Regions from separate parts of the Zea mays genome. Here region 2 is linked to region 1. Evidence: chromatin contacts called from public Hi-C data. All regions are on one chromosome and are shown on one strand. Each heading gives the region's core, a stretch centred on a gene start, on an enhancer-like site or on the middle of the called end of the contact. The rest is flanking DNA. Distances are from core to core; before and after follow the strand shown. Region 1 holds the start of LOC100279909 (Putative beta-glucosidase 41). Region 2 holds the start of LOC100276384 (Wound-responsive family protein).

Region 1 (4,941 bases), core at 1,853-4,352:
AAAATCATCCCTGCATAATTTAGCTGCCAAACATCAATAAAACCACTTTCTCAATCTAGTTTTATGCTATATAGATTGTGTAAGCTATGTTTATTTTTTTTTAAAAAAAAGAAGATGATCTAATACTTTCATACACGATTTGGGAGTTTAACCATCCACCATATCTGTCTTCTAGTGCTTGCGGAAGGTCCCAGTGAAAGAGTGTTACATATGGTTGTATACCTGGCCCCACAAATATAGATAAAATCAAAGAAAGATAATCACAAACTGAGAGTTGACAACGACTCACATTTGAGAAGATGAAATACCTTTGTCTAATAGAGTATTTATGAGGCTGTTATAGTAATTCAATCCTTCTTCATTAGGTTCACCAGTTCCATCTAGCAAGAAAAATAATAAACTATGTGGTACTAGTATCTAGTGCTAAAAGAAAAGAAAAATATTTTACAAAGAATTTTCTTATTACATACTTGGAAAGATACGTGACCACGAGATAGAGAACCGGTATGCATCCATGCCAATGTCCTTAATCAAGTCCACATCTTCCTGCCAGTCAAATGTTAGGCTAGTCGTTTCTGGATAGTTTTCAGTGGGACCAGTATTCTTATTCAGTTAAGTACTTAGTCATAGAAGTTAAGAAAAATTGAGAAAATGGTAAAATATCAATGTCTCAAAACCTTATTGTTGATGCAAATGACAATTCATATTAGGCCCCGTTTGTTTCGTTGGAATTGAATTCCATTTTAATAATTATAATTTAGACAAAACTAATTAAGTTCATATATTTATATATGTAATATATTTGTATATTATCCTAAATCATATGAGAGAGATAGTTATATACTACATTTATGTTATAACGAAGCAAGTAAAAGAGTGTGCTATAAGTTGTACATCGAAAAAATAGCATGTAATTAAATCTATAGAATCAATTTCCATCTCTCACCCCCATGAATTTGAGATAGACTTATATGATAACTTTGGAAAGTGGTGGAATGTCACATTCTAAAAAAAGCCTATTCCATTAATAAGATTCCAATTCCTCAAAATCAAAGGAAACAAACGGGACCTTAAGGTAAACCTCTGTTCACTATCCTACTTACAGACATGAAAGGAACAATAAAATGAACACGTGATTTCAATTTTTACAAATTAAAATTTGGCAGAGGATGGCCACACGAAAGGTAGACAACTTATCAAACAAATCCCAAGAATTCATATATGGAAGGATTTCATGCTTCAAAAACAAAAAATTCCAGCTTTAGTAAAGCAATTGAATGAATTTAAATCAAATATAGTAGAAGATAACAGAAACATATCTGAATCACTGGCAGCTTACCTTATAACGATGGTAGTGATCAACGGCAACATCTGCATTGCTGAAATCTATCACCCGTCCTGCAGAGTAAATGCTAACTTAGTCACAATTCTGGACATATTAGTATATTATTACTCCACTTTTCGATAAAGCCTCACCGGGTCGTCTTGTGAGAGTATCCCATATTGTAGGTCCACGTTGACCCTCGTTGACAGCACCTTCATACTGATAACATATTGATCAGAATCAAACATCAAACTAAGAGCACATCGGATGAAATGAAAGAGGCCATACCTGGTAAGCTGAAGAAGCAGTGCCAAAGACGAAACCTTGAGGGAAGTCTGCTCTCCTTAGAGCTTCAGCACAAGCAGCGAAGCTGATAAGGATATTAACCAGTGTCAGAACAGCCATGGCGTATCCTTCAGTTGGTAGCACTAACTCATAGTGTTTTTAGTCTAAGAATAAGTACTAGATAGGATCATATGACATATATATAAACCTTGTTCAGTTGGTGAAGCGTGGGAAGCAACTGAACGCTGAGCTAGTGAGCTTCACTTGTCTTGGAAGCCCTTCCAACGTGCGTCTCTACTAAGTAACTCTTGTGGAGGCCACAAGGTGCAAAATCTCTATCACAGTGGGCAAATTAATCAACAACCGAAGGAAACTACTTGACATGTCTAGCTCCGAAACCTGTGAAAAAAAATGGTCCACATCTGGAGTGTCGCAAGCAAGTAGAGCTTTGCCCAGACAGATTGAGTTTTGCCCAGCACTCCAGCATCCATGCCTTAAAAGGTTATAGTTAGAAAGGGGGAGGATTGCTAAGCCCTTGCCAGTTAGCCACATAGAGAGAAGGCCTTATTATTAGATCATGCCATTTCTTTTCTTACAAAATTAACAAAGTGCAAAGCATTACTATGGCCACGAGGAACAGATAGCTACGAAATGAAACTGTCGCAATTATCATGGAAAAAAGCCACACATTTCCTTATCCATTTTGTTTGGTAGCGCCACATAGAAACAAAACTTCATGTCACGATTTGCATAGTTATCTCAACACATGTGGCGAATAGAAAAGGAGAAAGAGAAAAATAAACACAAGATTCTTAACCATAATAAGATATAATTTGTGTCGGGCATTTGCATAGTCACATGCTTATCCCATGGGGAACGTTAAAGGTTTGCTTGCACGGCAGGACCATTCCTGATTCCCTAGATGGTAGTTAGATGACGGCGATAGGAGCCGAGGCCCAACTGCCCAGTGATGTATTGGCCGTGTTGTTTATGTGATCTGTCATGGATGTCCTACTATGATTCAAGGATTTAGGACATGCGCAGAACTGCCAGCAATGAAAAGTCGAAGAAAGAGATATTGACTTCGAGGGGGAGAAATGTAGTCCACTATGAGAAAAGAGATACCCAATGTCTCTGGAGAAAAAGATCTGAGGTAAACACGTCTAACTTGCAACCATGATTTGCAATAGAGAAATCCGATTGACATCCCACCCTTTCTCGGTGCAGGATGGGACCTGCAGCAGCAAAAGCGCAAAGCTTCGATGTCACCGCCATCCACCTACCCTCCATCGCCCAAACTGTCTCTGTCTCTGTAACGCGAATTTTATTTTACACAACAGCAAAGTGAAAAACTGGAGTAGGGGGTTCGCTTGCCTCAGCAACCGTCGCGTAGCTTGCGCGCCTCGGCGCTGGAACGGGGAATCTGGAGGCGGGCACGCATCTCCCAAGCAATCTCGCGTGGCCTCGCGTAGCGTGCGAGGAGACACGCAGAGAGGGAGGGAGAGAGAAAGAGAGCCTTGACCCCGCCGTCCTCGTCCTGTCGTCCTGATAGCTGATGCAGTGATGCTGATCAGCTGATGCGTGCGGAGCTCGCTCGTGGAGCCGAGGCCCTAGCCTGTAGCCTCTCACGGCGGTAGAACGAGCACCCATGGGCCTCACTGGATCACCTAAGCGTCTTCCAGGCCCATCTGTGCCTCACCTGAGGCCTGTCTCATTTAGTGACGAGGCCCAACCCACCAGCGTCAGAATACAAGAGCGCGTTATCCTCTCTCTTCCGGTTCCGGGCAACTCGAAGAAGCCGCGTGCGTTATCCTTTGAGCAGTTTGGGCGCTGAGCAAGTCCAGTGAGAGAGGGAGAGCGGCGAGAGGATGGCTGGGATGGCATCGCTGCAGGGCGCCATGGCGTCGCTCTCCATCTCCGCGCTAGGCGCGGCGACGGCGAGCAGCAGCAGCTTCTGGGGCAACCGGCTCGCCACCTACTCCGCGCCGCAGCCTGGGGTCTGTTCCTGCTTCCCAATTCCGTTCCGTTCTGCTGATGGTTTGGTAGATAATAAGTAGCTGTTCTGGTGAAAGATTTTACTCTGGAGTTTCTGGATAGCGTTGCAAAGCGCGGTCGGATGGAATTGTTCTAGGGACATTCGAGCTTGCATTACGGTTTTGGAGCTAGTCTGTATGGATTGGATGCAATGAAATGGAAAATTACCTTTGCATTGTTATTAATTGTGCATTTTCAAGGATGACAAACCAGGCTTCTAATATGACTATGTTTAGGGGTGTTTGACATCACTCTAGAGCAAAACTTTAAGGAAGACCTGGACAAAGTCAACTAAACACCCTAATTCTAGAGTTGCAAACTCTATAGAGTTTTGAGAGTTGTAGTATAATTTTTTGGAGTACATTTTTTGCTACTTTGAAAAATCCTTCAAAAACAATCAAGACACATCCAATGCACTGGTTATGAGAAAGCAATCTACACTTCGGAGCAGATATACTTCACCCAAAGTTTTGGAGTAGAACTATGCCAAACTCGCCCTTATTAGATTTCATATTACATTAAGTTTCTATTTGCTCCACGACACACACTAAATTTAGACCGTGTCCATATTGAATTTCGTCTACCTTCTTTTTTTATTTTTATCTTGCATGGAAGCTTAAATGGTAAGATTTGAGTGCGCCAAATAGATTAACTGATTGGGATTAATTTAAGTAAGAGAATTTCCTTTGTCATTGGTAATCCGGTATTGTCCTTTTTGCATATACAACTATGCACATGTTTGCCTTTTAGTGCTAATAGAGAGTATGCTGTGTTTCATGTGGTAAAATTTGTTCGAGTACTCTTTATTTAGTTTGTTAACTGAGGAAATTATGTTGCTTTTGAAGCGGTCAAAATGTCAACTGAAGAAATTATGTTGCCCTCAATGTGCCACTGATTTTGTTTATATATATTTATGCCTGAATTACCCCACATCACACAATACATATGACTAACTGGAAACAAAATTTGGCGCCAAATAGTGTATTATGAGCATAATGATGTTTGTATTTGAACCCTGCTTTCTTTTCTGTGTCATCTTTATTATGCCTTACCTGTATGTACTTGTGCCTGGAAAATTCCCAACTGATAAGAATCGGATGAGGATAAACCTTTCTGTTAAGAAGCAAAAGCAAGTAAAGAATAGATAGTGAGGTCAAGTAATCACTGTTGAAGGAAGTGATAGAACCACTGTATTTTAAGGGATATCGTATTACTCAAACATAAAGAGGAGCCCTGGATCCTGTAGTGTCTTGATCAGATCAACATGAATCGTAACCACTGTGTTTGAGTCATGCCAT
Region 2 (4,776 bases), core at 909-3,408, 190 kb before region 1:
GTGTGTGTATGTGTTTCGTCCTTATTTTTCTAAGAACAGTTCAATGTTGAACAAGCTATTGTGCATTGGTTGGGAAAAAAGCATGGACTTTACTATAATTGTGTGTGTTTAACAAGGATTTGTATTTAGTGGTGTAACTAAACAGTGAAGAATCAGTAATGTATTAAATTCTAGCTATAACTGAAACACACATGATTTAGGTGACATGTGATGGATTTACTCAATCCAACATCTGGCTCTATATTGGACCTTTGTATGTATTACCTCTGTTCTAATATAGAAGTCGTTTTAGCTTTTTAACAAATTCATTCAATATTTGATGTATGTGTTTTGAATATGTATCTAGTTTCATTATCATTTGTTTGAATATAGACATAAAAAATGAAGACCTAAAACCATGGTTTTAAATAGCGGGCTAAGGGCTTTAGTTGCGTGCTTCTCAAAAGTGCAAATAACGGGTTATATCGGGATATAACCGGCTATAGCGGGCTATAGCCGGCTATTTAAAACCCTGCCTAAAACGGCTACTAATTTGGAACAAAGAGAGTATTAAATATTAGCCAACTAAACAAGGCCTTAGGCTAGGCTAGCTCCAACAATGCCCCCATAGCCCATACCCCCACCCCACGTAGTGTGCGTTTTGGGGTCAGGGCCGACCCTGAGTCCATGCGACGGAGGCGACGGCCGAGGCCCCAAAACTAATAGGGGCCCAATATTTAGTATCTATAACATTATATAACACACCAGTTTAAATTTTAGAAAACCCATCTAACCAAATAATCCACACACCCATATATAATACACTCGAATCTAATAGATAATATTATTTGGATCATACTTCAGTCCTCCACTCGTCCTCCACTCCTCGCATCCCCACCCCTGACAATCCTCCCCTTGCGCCACCACAGTTGTCGTCCACCCCTCTCCTCCCCTTCCCAGGAATATAGCGTTAACACGAGCTATATGCTAGTAGTAAAATAGTATTGGTATCCAACAAGCTGGTAGGGCTAGGCACACGGATGCTCGACACACACGGACTACGCGGCACGCGTTGCCCACTGCCCAGTCGTCACGCTCACGTCACGCGTATGTGCGACTACACCCTCCATGCGATCGCCATTCGCCATCTCGCCGATCCAGCCCTCTAGGATTCCAGGGCGCTGGGCGCCACTGCGCCAGCCTCTAGGCACGCACGATCGAGGAATCAGGATTCAGGTTGTTCTGCGACCCTTGTTCTTCTCAACCTACAAAGTACTAATCTGCACTGATGTATATTATTTAGTGTCTTAGATATTTTTAAAACTAATTTCAATGCACATTATTATTTACCTATAAAGTACTAATCATAGAATTTTTTATATAGTCTAGAGGGTCTACCATGATCAGTTCGCCAGGGGTTCTCAAAATCATAGGACCGGGGCTGTTTGGGGTGAAAACCTCCTCCAACGGTGCCTCCCATAGCTCACCCCATATGTGGAGAGCGAGGCAACTTCCCTATATATAAGGTGACTTCTAATCTTCCTCGCATTTTAATTACTTTATTTTTATAATATAAATCTTTTTTAAGTACCATAACTTGATGATAATAATATATATTATAGTAGTACAAATAATCTATGATTTTTTAAAATTTCGAAAACTTATGAAAAAATGTCAAATAACTGAATTATAGTATAAGGGGAAGCTCGATAGGGTAAATGTTTGGAGTCGTCGATATGGGGGGAGAATTTTTTGCGTGATATAGTAAAATATAATAGAAATTATGGATAGGAGAAAAATCTGGTGAGAATGGTTGGAAATAGTTCTTATGGGCATAAAAAACTATGCATACTTGTTCAATAAAAAAATGACGTAAAGGAACGTTCCGGGCGTATGCAGATCACATGCGCCTCACCCCACCTTCACTCATTTTCAGCGTAAGCAAAGTGCAGAAAAAGGAACACAGAATATTATTCCACACGCGGCCCAACCTCCGGTTTCTGAACCTGGGTGTAGTGTAAAGTTTCAGTGTTCCACTCTGCCGGAAACCAGCAACCAGAGCCCCCTGTTTTCCTCTCCCGCCGCGTCCGTCCACTCCTTCCACGCTGCCGCCAACTGCATCGGCTACCGGCCTGCTGCCGGGCATATATAAGTCCCCTCCCCTTCCCTCGTCATCTCCGCAGTGCAAAGCGTCAACGCAAACAGACCAAGATCCAGAAGCAAGAAAGTGTTTATAGCCTAGCCGGTGCGCGCGCGAGAGGGATAGCCGATTATCATCAAGCTCTGAGCTAGCAGAGAAGATGAGCGCATCGTCGTCCATGACCAAGAAGGCGTCGTCGTTCGTGGTGGCGGCGAGCATGAGCGCGGTGGAGGCGCTCAAGGACCAGGCGGGGCTGTGCCGGTGGGACTACGCGCTCCGCTCCCTCTACAACCGCGCGGCCGCCGCCAATAAGGTCGTCGCCGGCCGCGCCGTCCCGTTGTCGTTGTCGTCGTCCCAAACCGCGGGTGGCAGTGGCAGCGCCGCGGCCGCCGGTAGGGCCGCCAGGCCCAGGCGATCGGAGGAGGAGAAGATGCACAAGGCGTACCACCTCGTCTGCTGGGGCCCTAACTAATTGTTAGGGGCATTCTCTTATTAATTACTCCTTTATACACGCTGTCCGATTCCTCCACTTCTTGTTCGTACACATACAGAGATGTATCTGCAAATTTTGTATGTGTAATCCGTCCTCTGGTGGTTTATGCCACGAGAATTGCTTATTATTGTTGGGTGATAAACAAATGGAAATGAGAAATTTTGTGATGTGATTAGTGATTGCCTCCTGGCTCTTGCATTCTCGCTAATCTCAGACCGACCGTCTTACGCGCGTTAGCACTGGTTAGTGGAGCAGCTGAACTGGACTCTAGGAGTGAGGAATCATATGAAAATTAATACTATCTTTATTGTCGAATATTTATCATCCGCTAATTTATTTTTGAACCAAACCATGACAAATAAAAAAGAATGAATGGAGTATTTCTTTTTTTTATGTGGTTTGTGCCTGAGGTGCCAAAGACATGATGATGGGTACAGCGCTGATGAATGATGAACAGAGCAGGGTTAAACAAACCGTTTTTAAACTAAAAACCGGTCTTCACAAAAAAGGTAAACCTTCCCGGTCTCATGGGCTGCATTGAGCGGTAGGCTCTCTGTCGGGCAATGGGCTTGGCCATTGTGAAGACCGAGTGACCGACTGATTTATTTATTTTTCCTTAAACTTTTAAAATTGATTTATTTATTTTTCCTTCGACTTTTAAAATTAGACATCTTACCCATCAGCACTCAAAAGTCAAAACCATGTAGATTCTCTCCGTGCCAACAATTAAAAGTCTTTTTTCAAGGTCATTTCATCATGTTTTAGTTTTCAAGGTGATTCCATCCTCTTTTAGTTGAAAAAACTGGTGAATATTTGCTAAGGTTTTTCAACCACGAAAAATATGTTTGAAAACTTTAGAGTTTATTTTGAATAAACTTAGATATAGATTAGGACAAAAAATACAAATAATATATTTATAGCTTATCATATTGTCTAAAAAAGATTTTGGTCTTAGAAAAGGTAAAGTATTTAGAAAAATCTAGAATTTTTTTAACATTATAATAGATGACAAAGAAACAAATTTGGGTTTTTTTCAACAAAAAGATGATATGCGGCCATTAGGAATGCATTCAACACCAAATAATTTTGTTTGCATTCTAGCTTATTGCATCCATTTTTTCCCAAACATTTTATATTTAGACATTAGTTAAAATGTTTTGAAAAAAATCCAAAACTTTTTGGATATTTTCGCGTTTTTCTCGAGCTAATAATTTTGGAATCTTCTAAAGATATTTTCACCAGTTCTAAATTTGTGTTCATTTTTTGTCGCGGTCCATTTCTAGGATTTTTCATAGAATTTGACAAGCTTAGAGGCATTTGTTATATTTTAAAATACTTAATCAGGTATTTAGTATTTTTTAAAATTTAAAATATGTTGAAAGACATTTTCACCTAAATTTAGGGAGTGATGGTGGAGCTTGAAGTAAAATGAACATGGGTCGAGAAGTATTAAATTGTTGCTTAATTTGCGCATTTATTAATTTCAAGCATGTAACACTATAAAAACCATCAACTAAAAATAATGAATTTAGTTATTTATGATAAAAATCATTTTTGATTGCGCATGATTGATTTTTGGAAATTTAATAGTAATTCTTTTTAAAGGAAAATCCTAATAAATAATATAATAATTATTAGTCTACAAATAAATAATTTATTTATAAATAGTTTTGATTTAATTTTAGAGTTATTAAAAATGTATTTTCGAATTTAGAAAAGAAATAAAAAAAGAAAAAAAAGAAAAGAAACCCTCCCTAACCCTAGGCCCACTAGAGGCCTAGCTAAACACCCTAGCGCGTGCGCCCTGCTAGGGATGGATTTGGATGTCTGGAGATCCGAATTATCCGTATTCGTATTCGGATAAAGTGATAATATGGATATCCGTATTCGTATTCGATTTTAATATGGATGTTAAATAGACATATCTGAATCCGTTTCTTCTCTATCCGGTTTAAGATTCGTATTCGACAATATTCAACAAAACCGTGAAATATTCGATACTATTCGTATCCGAAACAAAAAAAGTATTCAATAAAATCAATTTAAACTTACTTTTATTACTAATTACTAATTACAAGTGATTTTAAACATTAAATAATATACTAAAAACTAAAGTACACCATTGAAAATGTTAAAAATATTTATATCATAAACAAATGACTGT

Evidence for each region. A called contact is a pair of places that touch in the nucleus more often than the background predicts.
Region 2: a contact with region 1 is called in a Hi-C map of leaf, with 5 times the contacts expected there. The contact joins the promoter of LOC100276384 here to the promoter of LOC100279909 in region 1. A contact is called at or near these places in 2 of 25 Hi-C or Micro-C datasets (endosperm and leaf).

What each region holds. Positions count from the first base shown.
Region 1 is chr5:50,136,928-50,141,868 of Zm-B73-REFERENCE-NAM-5.0, reverse strand. LOC100279909 (Putative beta-glucosidase 41) reads right to left here and starts at 3,102. Exons shown (of 15, transcript NM_001152861.1): 1 at 2,984-3,102; 2 at 1,818-1,944; 3 at 1,613-1,694; 4 at 1,477-1,543; 5 at 1,340-1,398; 6 at 471-546; 7 at 309-380; 8 at 135-222; 9 at 1-10. The coding sequence starts at 516. LOC100273201 (50S ribosomal protein L24, chloroplastic-like) reads left to right here and starts at 3,421. Exons shown (of 4, transcript NM_001147644.1): 1 at 3,421-3,606. The coding sequence starts at 3,478.
Region 2 is chr5:50,328,419-50,333,194 of Zm-B73-REFERENCE-NAM-5.0, reverse strand. It overlaps LOC100276384 (Wound-responsive family protein), which reads left to right and starts at 2,158. Exons shown (of 1, transcript NM_001150189.2): 1 at 2,158-2,792. The coding sequence starts at 2,280. The coding sequence ends at 2,591.